2 separate regions of the Sus scrofa genome follow, and region 2 is linked to region 1. The links are chromatin contacts, called in public HiChIP or PLAC-seq maps. All regions are on one chromosome and are shown on one strand. The core of a region is the stretch at or near the end of the contact, and the rest is flanking DNA. Distances in the headings are between cores, read along the strand shown. Region 1 overlaps MOB1B (MOB kinase activator 1B). Region 2 holds the start of DCK (deoxycytidine kinase).

Region 1 (7,552 bases), core at 3,205-5,704:
TTTTTTTGCTTTTTAGGGCCACACTCACAGCATATGGAAGTTCCCAGGCTACCGGTCCAATTGGAGCTATAGCTGCCAGCCGACACCACAGCCACAGAACACAGGATCTGAGACTTGTCTGTGACCCACACCACAGCTCGTGGCAAAGCTGAATCCTAACCCAGTGATCAAGGCCAGGGATGGAACCCACATCCTCATGGATACTAGTCGGGTTCTTAATCCACTGAGCCACAATGGGAACTCCAGCAGGCACATTTTTAAAAACAATCTTCAAACTACTAATTCCATTTCCTCTCCTCACATCTCTTCTAATTTATATGAATAGTTAGTACTGCATTAAGGAAAAATACAATTTCCCCCAAAAGGTTGCCAAACACACTCATACTTTCCGAAAGGCATATATGCACCAGCAAAAGTTAGAAATTGTCAAAATCAAGTAGAATGTATTATATAAATAATAAAGCTAAAGGCTAAAAGTTATGAGTAACAAAAAGTAATCTTGATTCAGAACAAACATATCTCTATTTACACTTCTGCCTTACATCTTTCTAAAATCACTATTATTATTGGTGATTCTATTGCTGTTACTGTTAATGTCAGGAGAGTTAAAAAGAAAAAAAAAAAAAAAAAAAAAGGGAGTTCCTGTCATGGCACAGTGGTTAATGAATCCGACTAGGAACCATGAGGTTGCGGGTTCCATCCCTGGCCTTGCTCAGTGGGTTGAGGATCTGGTGTTGCCGTGAGCAGTGGTGTAGGTCACAGACATGGCTTGGATCTGCACTGCTATGGCTCTGGTGTAGACCAGCGGCTACAGCTCCGATTAGACCCCTAGCCTGGGAACCTTCATATGCGGAGGGAAGTGGCCCTAGTAAAGGCAAAAAGACCAAAAAACAAACAAACAAACAAACAAAAAACACCTCTTAATGTTGCTGGAAAGCAAGAAAGAAGGCCAAAAGCAGATCAGAAATTGAAAAAATCTGATAAGATTAAAAAAATTGATGAGGGAGTTCCCATTGTGGTGCAGCGGGAATGAATCAGACTAGCAACCACAAGGGGTTTGATCCTGGCCTTGTTCAGTGGGTTAAGGATCTGGCGTTGCCGTGAGCTGTGATGTAGGTTGCAGATAAGGCTCCGATCTGGTGTGGCTGTGGCGCAGGCCAGCAGCCGAAGCTCTGATTCAACCCCTAGCCTGGGAACCTCCACATGCTGCAAGTAGGGCCCTAAAAAAGAAAAAAAAAACTGATGAGATATAGTGACAGAGAAGGTCTTAAAAAACCTAGCCTAGAACATGCCCACTGGAAGACTCAGTGAAGGTAAGAGTGGTTCCCACTGTGCTACAGGCTCAGCATCTGGACTGCAGGAGAGGGAAAGGACCCTGAGACTCTTTAGGAATCATACAAGACCTTGATTCAGTCTTTGAGCAGGTGAATCCAGTGCCCTCCTCTGCAGGCCTTCTTCTGAGAAGCAGGCAAGTGGCAGCAAGTATTTAACATTAGGCTAAATAAAGCTCAGCACTTTCAGGGGAGGAGGTTCCTCTATAAGCAATTTATTAAGATTAAAAATTCTGCTCTGTGAAAGACACTGTAAGCCACAGACTGGGAGAAAATATTCACAAATCATATATCTGATAAAGGACTTATTATAAAATATATAAAAGGTTCTTAAAATTCAACAATAAGAAAACAACCCAACAAAGAAATGGGCAAAAGATATGGACAAATCCCACCACAGAAGATATACAGATGGCAAATACACATATGAAAAGATGCTCAACATCATCTGTCATCAGGAAATTACCAATTTAAACAAAGAGATACCACTACCCACCTATGAAAGGGACCACAATCCAAAAAACCAACAATACCAAAAGCTGGTGAGAATGCAGAGCAATATTCATTGCTGGCAGGGATGCAAAATGGCACAGACACTGTGGAAGACAGTCTGGTAATTTGCTACAACATTCAACAGAATCTTTCCATACAATCCATCAATTCCAGTCTCAGGTATATAACCAATTGAGCTGAAAAATCTATGTCCACCCAAAAGCCTGCCTCTGAATGTTTACAGAAACTTCAATCACAAGTGCCAAAGGTGGAAGCAACCCAGATGCCCTTCAATAGGTGAACTGACAAACTGTAATATAGCCATAAAATGGAATATTATGTCCAGGGATTTAAAAGAAATGAACTATGGAGTCAAAAAAATATAAAACAAAAAACACGAGGGAATTCCCGTTATGGTGCAATGGTTAATAAATCCGACTAGGAACCATGAGGTTGCGGGTTCCATCCCTGGCCTTGCTCAGTGGGTTAAGGATCCAGCGTTGCCGTGAGCTGTGGTGTAGGTTGCAGACTCGGCTCAGATCCCGCATTGCTATGGCTGTGGTGTAGGCCGGTGGCGACAGCTCCGATTCAACCCCTAGCCTGGGAACCTCTATATGCCGCAGGAGCGGCCCTATAAAAGCCAGAAAGACAAAAGAAAAAGAGAGAAAAAAAAAAAAATGAAGACACCTTATGTGAATATTGCTAAGTGAAAGAAGGCAGACTGACAAAGCTACACAGTGTGTGATTTCAAGTACAAGGCCTCAGGAGAAGCTATAGAGGCAGTAAGATAATCAGTGCTCGCTTGGGGTTTGGAGGAAGAGAAGAGAGATGACTAGGTATACGCCCAAGAAAACAGACACATAGGTCCACAAAAACTTGGTCTTTCACGTTCACACAACCATTAGTCATGAGACAAAAAGTGGAAGCAGCTCAGAAGTCCATCAATTGATGTGTTGATAAATAAAATTTGGTATATCCATACAATGGAATATCATTTGGCCATAAAGAAGTACTTTAACATGGGTAAATCTCTACGATATTATTATGCTAAGTGAAAAAACTCAGAAACAAAATATGTAGTGTCACATATTTCATGATTTCATTTATTGTTTTGTTTTATTTTTCGTTTTTTAGGCTGCCCCGATGCATACAAAATTCATGGGCCAAGGATCAGATCTGAGCCATAGTTGCAACTAAAACCGCAGCTGCGGCAATGCCAGATCCTTAACCCACTGTGCAGGGTCGGAGATCAAACCTGCATCCCAGAGCTCCCAAGACACTGCCGATCCTGTTGCACCACAGCAGGAACTCCATATGATTCCATTTACATGAACTGTCCAGAACAGAAAAATCCACTGAAAGAGAAAGTACACTAGTGGTTGCCAGGAGAAATTGAAGGAGACTACTAATGATACAAAGTTTCTCTTAGGGGTGATGAAAATGTCCTGGAATCAGAGCCTGTGATGGTTGCACACCTTTATGAATATTATACCAAATCCACTGAATTGCACACCTTCAAGGATGAATTTCATAGTATGTGAATTACAGTTCAATTTTTTAAATGTTTAAAGAAAAATCTTTACTATTAAAAAAATAAGGTGGAGTTCTCTTGTAGCACAGCGGGTTAAGGATCTGGCGTTGGGTTGCTGCTGTGGTGCAGGTTTCATCCTTGCTCAGGAACTTCCACATGTGGCAGGCATGGCCAAAAAAATTAAATAAGTACTTCCCAATAAAGTCCCTCCCCACCTCAATAAGTCAGTTTCTTTCATCCATTTATTCACTCTTGCATTCTTTCATCTGACTAGCATATTCTGACCACCTACTATATTCTAATTAGCTGTTCTAAGCACCGCCCTGGGACACAGCACCAAATAAGAGACAAGATCCCTACTCTAATGGTGGGGAGAGGGGGAACAAAACACGAAACCAACAAAACACTGCTGGGCAGTGGCAAGTGCTATGGTGAAAATAACAGAATGATGTGACAAATAATGTGATATGACAAGGCACTATATTAGATTAGGTGTTTACAGAAGGCCTTCCCAAGACCCAGAAAGCTGAGAAGAAGGAACTGGCCATATGACAATCTGGGGAAGAGGGAAGAACATTCAAAACTTATAGGATAGGAGTTCCCGTCGTGGCACAGTGGTTAACGAATCCGACTAGGAACCATGAGGTTGCGGGTTCGATCCCTGGCCTTGCTCAGTGGGTTAAGGATCCAGCGTTGCCATGAGCTGTGGTGTAGGATGCAGACGAGGCTCGGATCCCACGTTGCTGTGGCTCTGGTGTAGGCCGGTGGCTACAGCTCCGATTAGACCCCTAGCCTGGGAACCTCCATATGCCATGGGAGCAGCCCAAGAAATGGCAAAAAGACAAAAAAAACTTATAGGATAAAACAGCACAAAAGTGACTTTCTCAGGAAAAGTAGTAAAAAGGTATTTTAGGACATCAGGAATAATGCTAACAATGGTATAAGAAATCAGAAAGGCCTGTAGGACCACACTAGCTAAGATTTTAGAGGCCAGAGCATGGAATTTAGATTATCATTTTAAGTGTAAATGGGCAGCCATTGGAGTTCTTTTTAAAAAAACAGAAGTAAAACATGACATCATTTAATGTTCTATAAAAGGTCATTCTGGTTGCCATGGGAGAGGCAAAAGTGGAAATAAAGAAGCCAGTTGGGAATTTACTACAAAGAAGAGAGAACAATGGCTTAGACTGATGGGGATGGAAAGATGAGGCCAGATTCCCTCATTTGCAGGTAGATTCAGTAGGGCTCACTTTGGATTTAAGGATTTGTACAGAGTGGTAAAGAAGAGAGAATCAAGGAAGACTCCTAGATGATTTTCAGCCTCAAGCAGGAAGAAAACAGGTCATGTATTGAGATACATTTGGGGAGATGGATTCTGGACATAAACTTGGGATATCTATCAGACATCCAAATGGATAAGTTAGGTAGGCAGCTGTACATACACAGGCTCTGGCTCAGGCTCTGAGGAAGGATCAGACTGAAGGTAACCAATACTCTTGGCATCCTCACTGCTTAGCACAGTGCAAAAGATCCACTGGTAAATTATTAAAATGAGTATTTTATAAGTTATAAGAAATCCTGTAATAAAGAAAATTGTTTGTAGTTTAGATTTCCTAAACAACTTCAATCATGGAAACTTTTCTTCCCCATGTTAACATCTTGTTCTTTAATACATATTAGAGACCACTGCACTAGCACATTAAACCAAGTGGGTAACTTCCCAATTTACAGCATACGCGTAGCACTTCAATTTTATAAAGTGCAACTCCATGACTACATAAAAGAACAGGTCAAGGGTTGATCAATTCACTATTTATGTAATACTCCATAAAATGTTATAATCTAATCCTTAGAAAATAATAAAGCACTTTACAAGAAAAGGCCAATTAGTTTCTACATCTGTGAAGTAACATGAAGTATCATCTCAGCTATAGATGAAGGCACAAAAGTTTAATCATTCATCTCTGGTCACCCTCTGAGCTTCTGAGTTGTATATAGGTTTCTGTTTCCTTTGCCCAACATTAAATTCATTATTCTAGTCAGTACATAGGAGATTTTAGGAAGTGCCTACAGTCGAATGTCTAGGTGATTTCCATGCAACAGCAGTAACTGCATTTTCTGAATCTTATTTACTGTGCTGGACTGTTAGAAACCAAAAATTTGCATGTGCAGAGCTCAGAATGAGCATCAATCTGCAATTGACTTTGCAGTAATTCCAAATATACTGGTATTTCTACCAAGAAACACCTAGGGAGCTTAAACACCACTTCTTTTATAAAAACTTTTCCTAGGAGTTCTCGTCATGGCTCAGTGGTTAATGAATCTGACTAGGAACCATGAGGTTACAGGTTCGGTCCCTGGCCTTGCTTAGTGGGTTAAAGATCTGGTGTTGCCATGAGCTGTGGTGTAGGTCGCAGACCTGGCTCGGATCTGGCGTTGCTGTGACCGTGGCGTAGGCCGGTGGCTACAGCTCCGATTAGACCCCTAGCCTGGGAACCTCCATATGCCGAGGGAGTGGCCCTAGAAAAGGCAAAAAGATTAAAAAAAATTTTTTTTAATTAAAAAAAAACTTTTCCTAACCTTCCATTAAAAATTCTCCATTCTCTCTTGTGTCTCATTGTAGCTTAAAGTACCTGTATAACACTTAACATATTTGTGCTTGTTCTCGTTCAAGATAGCTCTTTAAAATGAGAGGCTGTGTCCTCTTCATTTTTTTTTTTTTTTTTTTTTTTTTTTGTCTTTTTGCCATTTCTTGGGCCGCTCCCGCTACATATGGAGGTTCCCAGGCTAGGGGTCCAATCGGAGCTGTAGCTGCCAGCCTACGCCAGAGCCACAGCAACGCGGGATCCGAGCCGAGTCTGCAACCTACACCACAGCTCACAGCAACACCGGATCGTTAACCCACTGAGCAAGGCAAGGGACTGAACCCGAAACCTCATGGTTCCTAATCGGATTCGTTAACCACTGCGCCACGACAGGAACTCCTCCTCTTCATTTTTGTATCTGCAGTGCCTATTATGATCTCTGGCATAAAGGCAAAGAATCTGGAGTAAAGATCCAGCTTCTGATCTTGTCTCTGTAACTTACTAGCTATGAAATCAGCCTGGACATGATATCACAGTTCTGCAGGACCATACACAATACAGGAAATGACACTTAAAAATGTCAGTGGGGGAGTTCCCGTCGTGGCGCAGTGGTTAACGAATCCGACTAGGAACCATGAGGTTGCGGGTTCGGTCCCTGCCTTGCTCAGTGGGTTAACGATCCGGCGTTGCCGTGAGCTGCGGTGTAGGTTGCAGACGCAGCTCGGATCCCGCGTTGCTCTGGCTCTGGCGTAGGCCAGTGGCTACAGCTCCGATTGGACCCCTAGCCTGGGAACTTCCATATGCCGTGGGAGCGGCCCAAGAAATAGCAAAAAAAAAAAAAAAAAAGAAATGAAAAAAATGCTCAGTGGGGAGTTCCAGTTGTAGCTCAGGAGGTTAAGGACACAATGTTGACTCTGTGAGGAGGCGGGTTCAATCCCTGGCCTGGCTCAGTGAACCTGCTGAGACTCTGGGATCTTGTGATTCCCCAAGGCTACACGTAGTTATATAAACAAATTCTAATGAGACTAATCTTTTTTTCTTTTAATTTTTTTTTTTTCTTTATAGGGCTGCACCTGTGGCATATGGAGGTTCCCAGGCTAGGGGGTCCAATCGGAACTGTAGCCACCGATCTACACCACAGCCACAGCAATGCCAGATTCTAGCTATGTCTGCAACCTACACCACAGCTCGTGGCAACGCCAGATCCTTAACCCACTGATCGAGGCCAGGGATCAAACCTGTGTCCTCATGGCTCCTAGTCGGATTCGTTTCCGCTGTGCTACGACGGGATCTCTAATAAGTCATATCATATAAAATTTTTGTTTCCAAGTATGTAATATATTATAGGCATATGCTAGATGGTAGAGATTTAAAAATAGTTTTTAAAACTGTTGCATCTTCAAAGAGGTCGCATTCTCTGCTAAGGAAGAAAGGCCTGAAAACTGACAATACAGTATCTTTTTGATATGGGCTACATTAAGACTAGAGAGGACAGTGAAATGGTAGCTAACAAATTGGGAAGTGGCACAGGTCAGGAAAAAAGAGGTGGCTTCTAAACTAAAGAAACGGGGGTGGAATGGAGAAGGGCAGTCTAGCCAGAACAGCAGAATAGC
Region 2 (7,552 bases), core at 2,313-4,812, 43 kb before region 1:
AGAAAACATGCTGTTGTTCATGGTCGTTTGGGGTTAGTAGATGCAAACTATTACATTTAGAATGGATAAGCAATGAGATCTTACTGTGCAGCACAGGGAACTATATCCAGTCTCTTGGGACAGACCATGGCAAAAGATAAGATAAGAAAGGGAATGTATATATATATGCATGACTGGGTCACTGTGCTGTAAGGTAGAAATTGGCACAACATTGTGAATCAACCATAACTTAATAAAAAAATAAATAAGAAAACATGCTGATCAGAAAGAGCACACAAGGAATACACTGAAAAATCAGCCATCAGCCAGAGTCTAAAAGGCTAGAGCATCCAGCTTTCTTCTGAATACTGCTTACAAACAGAAAAAGCTCATGTGGTCATACTCTGCAATTTTAAGAGTAATAATAGTTATTCTCTAAAATTACTCTTTAGTACAAGCAGTGTAAAAATAGCTACCTACAGTTCCCAATCAGTTCCTTAACTTTGAGGGAGAAAGTGAGGAGCTTGAAAATAATCTAATTAATAAATTAATATTTTAGGAAGGCAAAGAATAACAAGAACACTGATTTGAATACTTTAAAAAGTCACAGGAGGAGTTCTCTCGTGACATAGCAGGTTAAGGATCCAGCGTTGTCACTGCTATGGCTTGAGTCGCTGTTTTGCCATGGGTTTGATCCCTCGCTCAGGAAGTTTACATGCCATGTGTGGGGCCAAAATAAATAAATAAATAAAAAGTATGAGACCCAACAAAATCACTAACGCTAAGCAGGCATTATGATGCCAAAAATCATTCTATACAGACCATTAAGATGAGAAGTAGGCAAGGCCTCCAAAATCTAACATAAGGGAGTATTTTTTAACGGAGAACATGAGAAAATGAGTTACATGAGTGTGAAATGAAAATGATCAGTCAGTTCAAATTTTAAAAAATAGAGGAATCACAAAATAGTCTTTAACATACAGATCAACAACTTGTACAATTATGGTTTATTTGGGCCTAGCAAGTAAGGCAGAGGGCCTATCAACAACAGTGCGGAAGCATTAATAAACAGCAACTGACAAAGCCAGTGTCAGGGAAAACAATTAAGTGGTAAAGAACATCCTATCTAAAGAGCAAATTATTGTCTTACAGAAACACAGGCCCAGTGTTACCAGATCTTCAGATTTTAAGAGAAGCCAAGAATCTAGATGTTTATGGGAAATCTCAACATTTTTAAATACCAGTAATTAATTAAAAAATAGTTTTCAAATCTGGTCAGGCTGATATTGTATAAATGCAGGCCATTAGTTTGCAACTCCTTTCAGCATAGGTAATGGGGAGGTAAGAAAATTTCAAGCAGGGGACAAAACAATCATGTCTATATATAGAAAGACGGCTCTGGAAGAATTTAGAGAAACTGGAGATGGGGACATATTAGGAAATTATTTCAGGTGCTGAGAAGATTAAAGATGTTTAGAAGGAAGTAAATGCCTAGATATCATATGTTGTTTGACCGGATTTAGGAAAGGGAAGTGATTAATTCATTGTGGTATAGATCTGAGAGGTTGTTCATTCCAATTTACTTTTGAAATGGCTTTTTTCAACTACTTTCTCCTGTCTTTATATATGGTCTTCTATTTCCAATAAGTACTTTGATGAATCATACTAGTAAACATTCACCTTCAAAGAACTTATCCAGCTAAGAGGATGTGAGAGTCTATCACATGTATCTTTCCCACCAGCTCCTTAACACTGGAGCAGTGAAACAAGATATCCTCTTCCAGAGTGTGTACAGCTTTTTCCATGCCTCGGAATGCTGCTAAAGCAACTTTGCATTGCCTTTTTCGAGAACTACAGTGTTTTGAAGGTGGTAAGAGTTTAAAAACATCCCCTATATGCATGAATGGCCAGTACCTAACTTGGGACCAAAAAAAATCCTATCAAAACAGGAAGTATCAGGCACAGGTTTACTGTGGTAGGAAATAGAGAGGAATCGAGAGTTCATGTGTCTTACAAAATGACAAAACCTCTTGCCTTGTACCTGAATGTTCACAGCAGTTTTATTCATAATCTAATTATTGGAAACAATCCAAAAGTCCACAACTAGGAAGAAATAAACTGTAGTATATCCATGCAATGGATATACCACTCAGCAACAAAAAAGAACAAACCACAGGTACAAGTGACATGAATAAATCTAAAAACATTTCGCTAAATTTGAGAAGCAAGACACCAAAGGCTACATGCTTAGATTTCATTTATATGACATTCTGGAAAAGGCAAAACTTGACAGGAATAGAAATCAGATCAGTGCTTGCCAGGGGGTAGGAACGGAGAGGGGGCTGACGACAAAAGAGCAAGAAGGACTTTGTGCAGTGATGGAAACGTTCTGACTCAATCTTGGTGGTGGTAGTAAAACATTGTCAAACCTCATAGAGGGGGAGTTCCCGTCGTGGCGCAGTAGTGAACGAATCCGACTAGGAACCATGACGTTGTGGGTTCGGTCCCTGCCCTTGCTCAGTGAGTTAATGATCCGGCGTTGCAGTGAGCTGTGGTATAGGTTGCAGACGCGGCTCGGATCCCGCGTTGCTGTGGCTCTGGCGTAGGCTGGTGGCTGCAGCTCCGATTCGACCCCTAGCCTGGGAACCTCCTTATGCCACGGAAGCGGCCCAAAGAAATAGCAAAAAGACAAAAAACAAAAAAAACCTCATAGAGTAAGAAGTATGCCTAAAAAGGGACAATTTAACCTATGTAAACTACACCTCAAGAACTGACACAAACACGCATCCTAAAAATAAATAAATAAAAATAAAACAGAAACAAAACCAAAAACCCTTCCTTGTGCGCGGTCCCAACAAAGAGGATGAAAAGAACCCGAGGCGCGCTTCCTAGGGCTCGCGGGCCTGGGGCCTAACGCGCAGAGCTGCCACCCCCGGCCGGGAGGGAAGCTGGGGAAGGCAGAGAAGGATGCTTTCGGAGGCACAAGCCTGAAGGCGCGTCCGCATCCACACACAGCACTAGGCAGGGCGGAAAGCCCCCACAGAAGCGACGCGGCGAGGGCGTGCTTCAGCAGCCGTCGCCGCCGTGACTACCCCCGCTTTTGGACCAACATTTCCCGAGGCTCCTTACCGATGTTCCCTTCAATGGAAATTTTCTTGATGCGGTTCCCCTCTGAGCTGGCTGGGGAAGACGGGCAGCTCCTCTTGGGGGGGGTGGCCATGCCTCGCCCGTGGCGGCCCCGAGGGCGTTGGGCAAGGGGGCTGGGAGGTGCCGCAGACTGCGCGCGCCGGGGCTCACGCTACCGCGGAGCTCGTGTGGACCCGCACGCGGAACCCTCACCCCTTGCAGGTTCTCCGGACGGCGGGCCCGCGGGTTTGATTTTGGCGCGCGGAGTCAGCTGCCGACGGGGGCGGGGCTGCAGAGTGGCCGCCCACCCAGCGAGGAAGCCACGCCCCCGCTTTCTCTCAAACCCGAGATCCCGCCTCGGCCCCTCGGCCTTCGCCCCCTTCGGCTGGGGCGGGGGGCCCCTACGTGCGCGCCCGGCACGTCGGGTCACGCGGGAACTGGGGACGGGGCCGCGGGAGCTGAGCGGGGGGCGGGACCGCGCGCGCGCCGGCGCGCCTTTTCCCAGCAAGCTGGGGCGGAGGGGCGTTCCCGGAATTGGCTGGGAACCGGCGCGGGCACCCAAGGTCGAAGGGCGCCCAGGGGCAGGGGGCGTCTCCTTCGCTCGTCACCTTCGCTAGTCACCTGGAGTGGGCTGGGTTTCGGAGAACTCCCCTCCCCTGTGGGGCCTGTGGACTCAGAGCATCTGGACCGAATTGGTTGGGCTTTTTTGTCTTTTTTTTTTTTTTTGGTCTTTTTGCCTTTTCTAGGGCCGCTCTGGGGTCATATGGAGGTTTCCAGGAGTCTAATCAGAGCTGTAGCCGCCAGCCTACGCCACAGCAACGCCAGATCCGAGCCAGGTCTGCGACCTAGACCACAGCTCATGGCAACACCAGATCCTTAACCTGCTGAGCAAGGCCACGGATGGAACCCGCAACCTCATGGTTCCTAGTCGGGTTCTTTAACACTGAGCCATGATGGGAACTCCGAGTCAGCTGGACTTTAAACTTGTCAGAGGGAAGCAATGAGTAGTAGAAAAACGGAGTCCCAGGAATTCTCAGCCAGGAGGACTGTCGCAGGCTAGATGGCGCTAGGCACCCCAGCCCTCAGGGAATGTAATTGCATTCTTGCGTGTAGACGGTATTTCCAGCGTTTTTCTTGAATTAACTAGCAATCAGGTGCCACAGATCTCACCATGAGCTCCTTTATCAGTGAGGAGCCAGGCACTGAGGGGCTACTGTTAAGTCTCCAAGTCAGTGAGTGGAAATGGGATAGAAAGTTAGGTTTTCAGATGCCACCTCCTGATCTCTCATATCCTGATATGGATGGCGCTTTGCGTTGAAGGGGTTGGAATATGCCACCCTGAATATGCCACTCTGGCATATTATTTTGGATTAAATAAGAACCTCTGACCCTTTGTTCCTACCTGAAAGCAGGAAATAAATCTCTCATGTAAAAGGTACCCTCCCTGTACCAAGAGGGTAGAAAGCATCCTTATTATCAGAGATTGGGAATTCAGGGCAGAGAAGGCTGGATAAATAAACCTTGTTACTGTTTCATCAATTTACTACAACTGGCCCAAACCCTTCCTCTTGTGGCTTCTTCACAAATTTATTATTTGTCTAAAAGGTATAAAAGCTTCCCGCTTTGGTCATTTCATTGATTCTCATATTTTTAAGGGGACTTTATATGTAATTAAATGCTTTTCTGCTATTAATCTGTCTTACATCAATGATTAGGTCAGCCAAAGAGCCTGAGAGGAAAAAAATTCTACACTCCTACAGTGATGAGAATAAGTCACCACACTGAGTAGGTTTCTTTTCAGCATACTATAAAACTAATTAACTTTGCTTGCCCTACACCTGGTGGTTAACAAATGTATGTTGAATATTTGAGTGCTTCCTTATATGCCATGTCCTCTGCTGGATGACTCATCTAATTGGGGACAAATGCAGACACACCCAGAGGAATTCATTTTCAGTCATGGTAAAGACCTAGTAAACAGGTCACTGCCCGGGCTGGAAGTGCCCAAGTTCAAATTGTCTACAGAAACCAAAGGCCCTGTTACTCTTTTCTACCTTACAACTGTCAATCAGATCTGAAATGAATCTAAAGGTGGAATCACAACAAGGAAGATAAATGAAGCTGTTCTGAAATAAAGGGCAGAAATCAAAATGTGACTCGAGGATGAAAACAGCAAAAATCATTTTTTGTAACTTTCCAATATTGTGTTGTTATGCTATTATTTATGTATATTGCCTTTGTTTATCCCTATAGTGCTTAATAGCAGGATTCTTAAAATGAAAAAGGCCTGAATAGTCATTTGTATGGCAAGGAAGCCAGAGAAGCTACTGGGTGTTATATTCTACATCCCAGCTTGAGGGAAAAAACCCTGAGATAAATAAGGCGGGGTCCCAGAGACCTTCAAATAGGAAGAAAGTGGAACTGAATAAATCCCATATGGATCTGATGTTTGAGGTTGAGAAGCACAAATCTCTGAATATGGTTCCCCCTCCCCCCAAAAAACCCAACAAAAACAAAAACCACAAAAAAAGTACTTGTACAGTGATTAAGAGTTTAAGCACTGGAAATTTAAAGACTGGTTTCGAATTCCAGTTCTGCCAGTTTCTGCTGTGAGGACTTGAGTTCCTCCGAGCTTAAAGAGTGTACCTCAAAAATACAAATGAAGTAAATGTGGAAACAAGGAACCTAACTCATTTAACATCAAGTTCAGGTCAATTTCCCATTTTCCTACATAACCAGTGGATAACACAAGGAAGAGACAAGAGAAAAGCACATTCAAAATCACCTCCCTGATTTTTGTCCCCAATGCCCTATCTAAAACCCATGTAGTCAACTGTTTCCGAATTTTAAAAAATTTAGGTCACATACTAGCATATGCTATATATATACATAACCATTCTTTATCCTCCTGCAGAAGTGCTAAGTCAAATACACTAATATTTTGCAGTGGGGCATTAAAGTGTTCACATTAATTGGGACAGACTATTAACCTCAGTTTGAAACCTCTGGTTTAACTGATTTTACATTAAAAAGTATTGGTCTAGGAGTTTCCATTGCAGTGCAGCAGAAATGAACCCAACTGGGAACCATGAGGTTTCAGGTTCGATCCCAGGCCTCACTCAGTGGGTTAAGGATCTGGCATTGCCGTGAGCTGTGGTGTAGGTTGCAGACATGGCTTGGATCTGGGGTTGCTGTGGCTGTGGTGTAGTCCAGCGCCTATGGCTCCGATTCGAACCCTAGCCTGGGAACCTCCATATGCCGCAGGAGTAGCCCAAGAAATGGCAAAAAGACAAAAAAAAAAAAAGAAAAAGAAGAAGAATTAAAGGAATAATATTTAGGTTTTTTTTGTTTTTTTGGGGGTTGTCTTTTTTTTTTTTTTTTTACTTGTCTTTCTAGGGCTGCACTTGAGGCACATGGAGATTCCCAGGCTAGGGGTCTAATCGGAGCTGTAGCCACTGGCCTATGCCACAACCGCAGCAATGCAGGACCCGAGCCACATCTGCGACCTACCCCACAGCTCAGGGCAATGCCGGATCCTTAACCCACTGAGCAAGGCCAGGGGTCGAACCAACAACCTCATGGTTCCTAGTTGGATTGGTTAACCACTGAGCCATGATGGGAACTCCTAAAGGAATAATTATTTAGAACTCTTACCAAAATGCATCATTCCACACAATACTGTGTAATAATTAACTATTTAAATTTAGTACACTAGAGGCCAATGAACCTAATTATCAAAATAGTTAATTTTTATTTTTCTTTACACACAGTAGATGCTTTGTACATACTATGTATGCAGTATAACAAGGTGTTTTATTAAAGCACACAAACATAGTCCACATCAGCATGGACTAACATTTTCTACTCCTAGTCTTTATCTCAGTAACTGACAAGTGACACTGGGCTACTGTAGCTACTATCATCAAAATATTCTTGACCTAATGGTCCAAACATAAATGCCTCTAAACATAAATACCTCTAAATAATGATACTTTAACAATACTCTAAAACACATATTTCCTTTTGGAACTTTGGTGTCTGGATAAAATGAAGATTATCTCATACTGTTTATTAATACCCCTTAATAGTCTATAATGAAGACAAAATACGAGAAAAAATCTTAGCTTGATGGAAAAACAATTATTCTGCTAACTGTTCTCATGGTAATAATATATTTAAAGAAAATAAACAAAATCATTGGCTTCAAGGTCAAGCATTTTTGTTCTGCCATACCTGCAGCATATGGAAGTTCCTGGGCCAGGGAATCCTAGCTGCAGCTGCAACCTATGCCACACCTGTGGCAATGCTGGATCCTTAACCTGCTGTGCCACAGTGGGAACTCCCAAGGTCAAGAATATCTGGATTTTTAAATCCTAGTCCTAATCAGTGACTTACACAATTTCTGAACTTTAGTTTTCTAGTATGGAAGACACTGAAATACTAACTT

What was found. HiChIP or PLAC-seq counts read pairs in DNA pulled down with a chosen protein or histone mark.
Region 2: an H3K27ac HiChIP or PLAC-seq map of alveolar macrophages shows a contact between it and region 1. The contact joins the promoter of DCK here to the enhancer-like site in region 1. A contact is called at or near these places in 5 of 47 Hi-C or Micro-C datasets (alveolar macrophages, brain, embryonic fibroblasts and 1 more) and 2 of 2 datasets of contacts at active chromatin or transcription factors (alveolar macrophages and skeletal muscle).

What each region holds. Positions count from the first base shown.
Region 1 is chr8:67,660,698-67,668,249 of Sscrofa11.1, reverse strand. All of the region lies in intron 1 of MOB1B (MOB kinase activator 1B), which reads right to left. Among named protein-coding and RNA genes, the nearest start is that of MOB1B, 17 kb to the right of the region's middle. Within about 2 kb of position 4,454, at least 2 of the 83 cell types and tissues checked have an H3K27ac peak or open chromatin away from gene starts, as enhancers often do. A contact at or near this core is called in alveolar macrophages, where this site is marked.
Region 2 is chr8:67,702,671-67,710,222 of Sscrofa11.1, reverse strand. DCK (deoxycytidine kinase) reads right to left here and starts at 3,562. Exons shown (of 7, transcript XM_003129074.5): 1 at 3,109-3,562. The coding sequence starts at 3,199.